2 separate regions of the Mus musculus genome follow, and region 1 is linked to region 2. A link is a contact called in public HiChIP or PLAC-seq data. All regions are on one chromosome and are shown on one strand. The core of a region is the stretch at or near the end of the contact, and the rest is flanking DNA. Distances in the headings are between cores, read along the strand shown.

Evidence for each region. HiChIP or PLAC-seq counts read pairs in DNA pulled down with a chosen protein or histone mark.
Region 1: a FOXA1 HiChIP or PLAC-seq map of pancreatic cancer cells shows a contact between it and region 2. The contact joins the promoter of Tmem40 here to the promoter of Plxnd1 in region 2. A contact is called at or near these places in 2 of 115 datasets of contacts at active chromatin or transcription factors (microglia and pancreatic cancer cells).

The regions. Positions count from the first base shown.
Region 1 is chr6:115,756,618-115,760,700 of GRCm38.p6, reverse strand. It overlaps Tmem40 (transmembrane protein 40), which reads left to right and starts at 1,702. Exons shown (of 12, transcript NM_144805.2): 1 at 1,702-1,763.
Region 2 is chr6:115,993,127-115,996,923 of GRCm38.p6, reverse strand. Plxnd1 (plexin D1) reads left to right here and starts at 1,919. Exons shown (of 36, transcript NM_026376.3): 1 at 1,919-3,435. The coding sequence starts at 2,119.

The DNA.
Region 1 (4,083 bases), core at 453-2,952, 240 kb after region 2:
GTTTCCAGGTGATTTTGTCTCTTGCTCATCTGAAGTGAGTACATTATGAGAATAAATAAGGTTGTTTGTTTGTTTGTTTGTTTGTTCTCATACCATATGGAGTGATGTCTGGAGTGTGCCCTCCACCCTCCCCACCACCAGACACGCACACATCAGGCTAACCTTTCTGATCGCTTTCTCATGCAGCAAAATTGACTGAATGCCTTCTACACATTGGTCCCTGTCCCAGATCCTAGAGCACGTGCTTAATGAGGAAATTTGCACCAGAAAATAACGTGTGGAGTGTGGAACAGCAGGGCAGACTGAGGCAGGCTGAGGCAGGCAGAGGCAGGCTGAGGCAGGCAGAGGCAGGCTGAGGCAGGCAGAGGCAGGCTGAAACAGGCTGAGGCAGGCTGAGGCAGGCTGAGGCAGGCTGAGGCAGGCTGAGGCAGGCTGAGGTAGGCTGAGGTAGGCTGAGGAGGAGCTAGCGTCCTAGCAGGCTGATCACAGCAGGCCCTTTGGGAAGGTAACATTTGAATAGAGACCTAAAGAGTGAAGAAAGAAGGCTTTCTAAGGGAAAGAGTTCTGAATAGAACAGCCAGTGCAAAGGTCCTGAGGTAGGTGCCTATCTGGGATAGCACTGGCTGAGGGAGAGAGGCTGTCATAGAGTTAAGGTCGGAACAAGAGGCATGGGGCAGATGGACTTCGAGAATGGGCTGTGCCCTGAGAACTGACAGTTATTCATAGTGGGTACGGAGCTAAATTGGCTGCCCAGTTGGACAGCAATGGGGGAGGGGCAGGGCAGAAGCCGGGGAAGAGAAGTGGTGGTGTAAGAACCACATGGTGACTGTGGAAGTGGATTGGGGGCAGGGGTGGGGCTTGGGGGACAACAGAGGCAGGCCTGTAGGACTTGCTTCACAGGTTGAGCACATGCTGAGCTTGAGCAAATAGTCATGGGTCGGGCCTGAGACTAGGATGAGCGGGGCCTTCTTTTCCAGGAAGCTCATGGCCCTGCCTTTTATCCCTGCTGGTCGGTACTCCCCTGGACAGTGGCAGCAAACATTTCCTGTCCTGTTGCTCAGGGTGACTGATGAGTGAGCACAACGCAGAGGTGGCAGCTGGGTGAGGTAACCCTTGGTTTCCTGCCTCTTGAGGACTGAGTTCCTACCCATCCTAGCCAGGCGGCTGCTCTCCTGACCTGCCTCCTTGCTTCCACCCAGTTCCCTCCCCAAGGGGAAGCACTGTATGGCTTTCAGCCCCTCTCCATGGTCCCTGAACTCCCTCGTCCTCTCCATACACCACTCCAGCCTTGGTATCCAGAAGCAGGGAACATGACAGCATCTTCTAACTTGCAGGGCAGGTCGGGACACATGGCTGGAACCTGAATCAGCCGCCTGGGCAAGGAGGAGGAACCCAAGACAAACCCTCAACTCCTCCCTTCCTGGAGTTTGTCACGACCTGGGGAGGTCCACCATGGTTGCCACTCGGGGCTTCAGGTTTTAGTGTGATCCTGGGGTCTGTGGGGGTGTGTTTGCCACCATCAGCCCCTCTTAGGATGCTGGGGGAAGAGGCAAGTCAGACAGGAAGGCCTGGGGGCTGATAGCACCACAGGAAGGAATGCCAATGCCACAGCACCAGGGTGAGCCAGCGGGGGCCCAGGGGCAACGTCATGGTTGCCCCGCCCTCTGCTGTCACGGTGCCATGGCCTCTCCTTCCCCAGCCCGGCCACATTCACAGTCAACACACAGCTCACCTTGCAGCTCACATGAGCCCAGGGACTCCAGGTAATGGGACATGGGACATGGGACTGGTCAAGCAGGGGTGGGGGTGGATCGGGGTGGTTTCAAGAGGATTGGGAGACATGGTTGATCTTTAGGCTCCCTGTGCTTCCTTGGTGGCCTGGGATGGAAGCCCAGCTCTGCACCTCCCTGGCTTGCTGAGGCCCCTCAGTGTCCGTTGTGGATGACATCGGGGCAGGATGGACCATTTGCCCCTCATATTTGTTTTGACACTTCCATAGCTTAGACAGTCCATGACCAGCGCTGACTCTTATCACTGGCTTGCTGTGGACTTTTAGAAATGCCTGGCCTCACTGGACCTCAGTTTCCCCATTTGGAAATGAAGGATTTGACTAAGTATCTAGAGGCTTTTCTCAGCCTGTTGTGGTGGAAGCCAGAAGCTTAGGGAATGCAAAGGGTCTCAGCCTCGGCCTCTGGCTCAGATCAGGTAAAGCCACCTTCCTCCCTCATAGCCTCTCATCACGAGGGATGGCCCCAGGGGAGAGGGTGCTGGCAGACCCCAGGGAACCACACTCAGCCCTCTTGGGGGTTACTTCTCCCTATGACAGCCATCCTCATCCGGTGGTTTCTGCTCAGAGTATCCTGGTCCTCAAGCCCCCAACAGGTCTTTTAAAGGGGACAGAATGGTGCTATTGTCCTCTTTAGTTCTGTTTAAAACTGCCCTAGATAATCCAGGGCCCTACCTAGAGGTAGGAGCATGTGTTAGGGGAGGCATGGTGAAAATAATGTGTGTGGTGGTGGTGGTGGTGGTGGTAGTGGTGGAGTTGTGGGGGGGGGACACCCTGTTTTGGTCAAGGAAACAGATCTGTAGAGAGTGGGACCAGAACTCTGGGTGATGTGGCCTCTGCCACACTAGCCCATCTGGCTCTAACATTCTCCTGAAGCTGCTTTCTCAGCCACGTCTGTTCTCCCCCACCTGTGTGTGTGTGTGTGTGTGTGTGAGACTCTTCCTCTGTCTTTCTGTCTCTCTCTGTCCCTCTCTCTCTGAAACAGCTTTGTTGAACCAGACATGACAACATATACCTGTAACCCCAGCACTTGGGAGATGGGGTCAGGAGAATCAGGAGTTCAAAGTCACCCTCAACTATACAATAAGTTCAAGGCCAGCCTGGGCTACATGAAAGCCTGTCTCACCTGCCTCCTTTATTGACAGATGGGCTTTGTCTGCTGTAATCGTTCCCTCTTTACAAGGACAATTCAGAGGTTTCCCATAGACTCACTGAATTATACAACCTTGGCTATCAAATTCAAAACACTTCTCATCCCAGGATAGGGCTGGTCCTGTACAACGGGCACTTCCCCCTCAGGAACTAGTTGCTTTGACCCCATGGATATAGCTAGGCATTTCGGAGCCTGTAAAAGAAAAAAATGTGTCTGTTTGTTTAATATGTGTGTGTGTGGAATACATGTGTACATTGTGCATGCTATGACACAAATGTGGAGATGAGAGGACAACTTTTTTTTTTTCTTTCTCAAGACAGGGTTTCTCTGGGTAGTCCTGGCTGTCTTGGAACTCACTCTGTAGACCAGGCTGGCCTCGAACTCAGAAATCCGCCTGCCTCTGCCTCCCGAGTGCTGGGATTAAAGGTGTGTGCCACCAACTTTTGAGAGCTAGTTCTCGCCTTCTGCTATGTGAATGATGGGAAACTGAACTCAGGAGGTCAGGTTTGGTGTCACGTTTACCCTCTGATCTCCCTCACCATCCCTGGCTGGGCAATCTGTGTGTGTGCAGTATTTAGTCCCTTCTGACTTGGATGCTCATCCACATGACATTAGATCGCCCTGCCTTCCCCTGCATGGCTGTGCATCCATTGGCCAGTTGACAGAGACTTCTGTTGTTTCCACCGTCGGGCTATTTTCAATGATGCTGCCACAGTTGTTCAGGCACTGGTCCCTGTGTACCTATGGGTTTTCACTTCTTTTTAAACTTTCTTTCTAAGTTATACTTACTTAGTGTGGGAGGTGGGTATGTTTGTGTGCATGTGCACATACTATGGTGCATGTGTAGAGGTGAGAGTACAACTTGTTGGAGTTGGTTCTCTCCTGTTGTTAAGTCCTGGGGATTGAACTCTGGTTGTCAGGCTTGGTGGCAAGCACCTTTACCCATTGAGCAGCCCAGAATTCAATTCTTTTTTTTTTTTCCTGGCTTTTCAAGACAGGGTTTCTCTGTATAGCCCTGGCTGTCCTGGAACTCACTCTGTAGACCAGGCTGGCCTCGAACTCAGAAATCCACCTGCCTCTGCCTCCCAAGTGCTGGGATTAAAGGTGTGTGCCACCACCACCGCCCGGCTCAATTCTTTTGAGT
Region 2 (3,797 bases), core at 670-3,169:
GGGCAAGCACCTTGCTGGAGGCCACACTATAATTCCTACTTCAGTTTATGTGAATATATTCAGACCCTAGAATTCAGGTCCCAAACGCTGAAGGTGGGGTGATGGCAGAAATCTACCAGCTTAGCAGGAAGTTTGTCCACAATACACAAAACAATCCATCTGGCCAGCTAAACCGAGATGTCATAAAGCATTATCCTCGAGGCTCAGTGGGGGGAGCTGCAGGATGCGGCAAGAAAGCAAGAGAGGGACAGGAAGGAAGCAAGGAGGGGGTGGGGAGAGGATGGAGAATGAGACCAGAGATACTGTGTGAAGACAGAGGGTAGAGAGAGGGAGAGAGACAGAGAGGGAGGGCAGAGGAAGACAAGCCTATAATCTGTGCTGGGGCTGTCCAGTGGAGTGGAGGGCCTGTGGCTCACAGGGAGAGCATGACTCGGGCCTTCCCCAAACAGAGGTAGAGGCAAGTCCCCTGGGTGCTCAGTTGGGGGTGGAGGCAGGACATAAGTCTCCAATTTCCTGCCAAGGAACACTCCTGACCATCAAAGCCAAGGCCATGAATGGGCTGGAACATGGCAGGCAAGCCGGCAGGCAGGCACAGGGACAGGAAGGTTGGGGTGGGGGCCAGGGAAATGGGGATGGCTGGGCTCTGAGCCCTTGCTGCTGACCCTTCAGGCACAGGGAAAGCCCCTCCCCATCCTTCCTTCCTATCTGGTGGGAGCAAGGTCACCCTCTGAGAGAGGGCCACTAGGCCTCAAGTGACAGCTGCAAGCTGCTAGGAGACCCTGACTGAGAACTTGTAGCTGGAACTGTGGCTTCAAACAATGGGTCTGTGTCCCACCTTCCCCCTTAGCGGTGTATTTTGGGCTTTACTTCTGGGGCCTCAGTTTCCATGCACGGAAAGTGGGTTGAGTCTTTGTAAGGAGGTTAGCATTTGGTGTGGTCCTATGTGGGCACTCCCATGCTATGGAGAGGATCACCTGGGTTTCTATGACCTTAGGAAAATGACTCCTTGCCTTTATCCCAGGGCCTACCTGTTCCTTTGAAGGTCAAAGGAGTCCGGTGCCCAGTGCCAGCTCATATGTGGAATGACTTTAGGTTTCTCAGAACCTTGGCCTAAGGGCAAGGTCCTGGGGGTCTGCGGGGTTTGGCTCTATCCAGAAAGTAAGGCCCTGTGTCTGGTGTTCTGCTCAGCCCAGCCTGCCCTTGCAAGAGGAATGAACTTCCTCTCAACACAGTTTCCTACTTTTGCTGTGGGATTGTCAAGTTTGTCCCCGGAGCCTGCTGCTTGCAAACTCCTTTTACAGAGCAGTTCGGGGAACAGACCATAGGTTAGCCAGGGGCCTGATGTCCCTGGTCTGGCTGGTCTTTAGAGTGAGGCTTGGAGAACATAGGGGGTGTGAGCGGGGGGGGGGGGGGGCGGGGGGGGCGGGGAGGGGGACTGTGGCCAGAAGGGGCAGGCGGTTGAGGGGAAATGGAGGGCTTTAGGGGCAAGGAGAGGAAAAGAGTAGAGAGGGAGAGCAGCGGGAACAGAAAGAAAAAAAAAAAAAAGGAAACGCAGATGAGGGAGAGGGAGTGACGCGGGAGAGACACGGGGCGGAGTTGACAGGATCGGAGTAGGGGAGTCCGAGAGATTGAAAGAGCGAAACTCTGAGAGGCGGTGGAAGGCAAACGGGAGCCCAGAAACAGAACAGAGAAGGTACTAGAGCGAGGAGAAAGAGAGGAAGGATAACAAACAAGCGAGAGGAAGACATTCCAGGAGCTGGCCAGGAACCAGGAAAGAGGCAGGCAACTTGCGACTGCCCGGGTATCGGCCACCAGTGACCTCGGACCGCGGGGCGTGGCCCAGAGGCGTGGCCGGGGGCGTGGCCCGGGGCGAAAGGGCGTGGGCCAAGCTGCTGGGGCGGGGAGATGGGCTGTGGGCGTGGTCTCCACGGAGCCGCCCCCGGGCTGAGCGCCTCGCCAGAGTCGGGCCGGGGCGCCGGGGCCGGGGGCGGCAGGCGCGGGCAGGAAGCGCCTCGCGGCCCGGGCCCCCCCCCCGCCTCTCGCCGCCTCCGAGCTCCCGGCTCCCGGCCGCGCCGCGCCCCATGCACTCGCCGCGCCGCGCAGCCCGCGCTCGCCTGGATGGCTCGTCGCGCCGCGGGCGGCGCACCCCCTAGCGCCCGGGCCGCCGCGGCCGTCCCCTTGCGTCCGCGCCCTCACTCGCGGGGCCCTGGTCTGCTGCCGCTGCCTCTGCTGCTGCTGCTCGGGGCGGCACGGGCCGGCGCCCTAGAGATCCAGCGCCGTTTCCCCTCGCCCACGCCCACCAACAACTTCGCCCTGGACGGCACGGCGGGCACCGTGTACTTGGCGGCAGTGAACCGCCTGTACCAACTGTCGAGTGCCAACTTGAGCCTGGAAGCCGAGGCGACCGTGGGTCCCGTGCCGGACAGCCCGCTGTGTCACGCCCCGCAGCTCCCGCAGGCCTCGTGCGAGCACCCGCGGCGCCTCACGGACAACTACAACAAAATCCTGCAGTTGGACCCGGGCCAGGGTCTGGTGGTCGCGTGCGGCTCCATCTACCAGGGTCTGTGCCAGCTGAGGCGCCGGGGCAACATCTCAGCCCTGGCCGTGAGCTTTCCGCCTGCCGCGCCGACCGCAGAACCGGTCACCGTGTTCCCCAGCATGCTCAACGTGGCCGCCAACCACCCCAACGCGTCCACTGTGGGACTGGTGCTGCCGCCTACCTCGGGCACCGGGGGCAGCCGTCTGCTCGTGGGCGCCACGTACACCGGCTTCGGCAGCGCTTTCTTCCCGCGCAACCGTAGCCTAGAAGACCACCGCTTCGAGAACACGCCCGAGATCGCTATCCGCTCCCTGGACGCGCGTGGAGACTTGGCCAAGCTCTTCACCTTCGACCTTAACCCGTCGGACGATAACATCCTGAAGATCAAGCAGGGCGCCAAGGAGCAGCACAAGCTGGGCTTCGTGCGTGCCTTCTTGCACCCGGCGGTGCCACCGCACAGCGCGCAGCCCTACGCGTACCTGGCGCTCAACAGCGAGGCGCGTGCGGGCGACAAGGACAGCCAGGCGCGCAGCCTGCTGGCGCGCATCTGCCTGCCCCGCGGCGCGGGTGGCGACGCCAAGAAGCTCACCGAGTCCTACATCCAACTGGGCTTGCAGTGCGCGGGCGGCGCGGGCCGCGGCGACCTCTACAGCCGCCTCGTGTCGGTTTTCCCCGCGCGCGAGCAGTTCTTCGCTGTCTTCGAGAGGCCCCAGGGCGCCCCAGGTGCCCGCAACGCCCCGGCCGCGCTTTGCGCCTTCCGCTTCGACGACGTGCAGGCTGCCATTCGTGCAGCGCGCACCGCCTGCTTCGTGGAGCCGGCGCCCGACGTGGTGGCGGTGTTGGACAGTGTGGTGCAGGGCACCGGGCCGGCCTGCGAGAGCAAGCGCAACATACAGGTAAGCCATAGACCTGAGGGGCGTGTGCGGGGATACAGTATGCACGCAGATATCCCAGAGGATTGGTTACTGCCAGCGGTGCTGGCCCGGGAGCGTACTGGGTCACAGGTGCGCACACCTAAGTGGGGAGGTCTAGGTTGTCAAGGTACCCAGGTGTTCCCCGAAGACAGCGCACCTACAAATCAGCTCTGCAGGTGGGGGCCACAGGTGTGTGCTGAACTGAGAGAGGGGAGTGACACCAGGAGAGTGTTTAGGGAGAGTGCAGGTGCCCTTAGGACATACCTCTGCACCCTGGCAGATGTGTGATGGGTGTGGCACCTGGCACTGAAGATAAAGGGCATGTGGGTCGGAAGGGCTGAGTA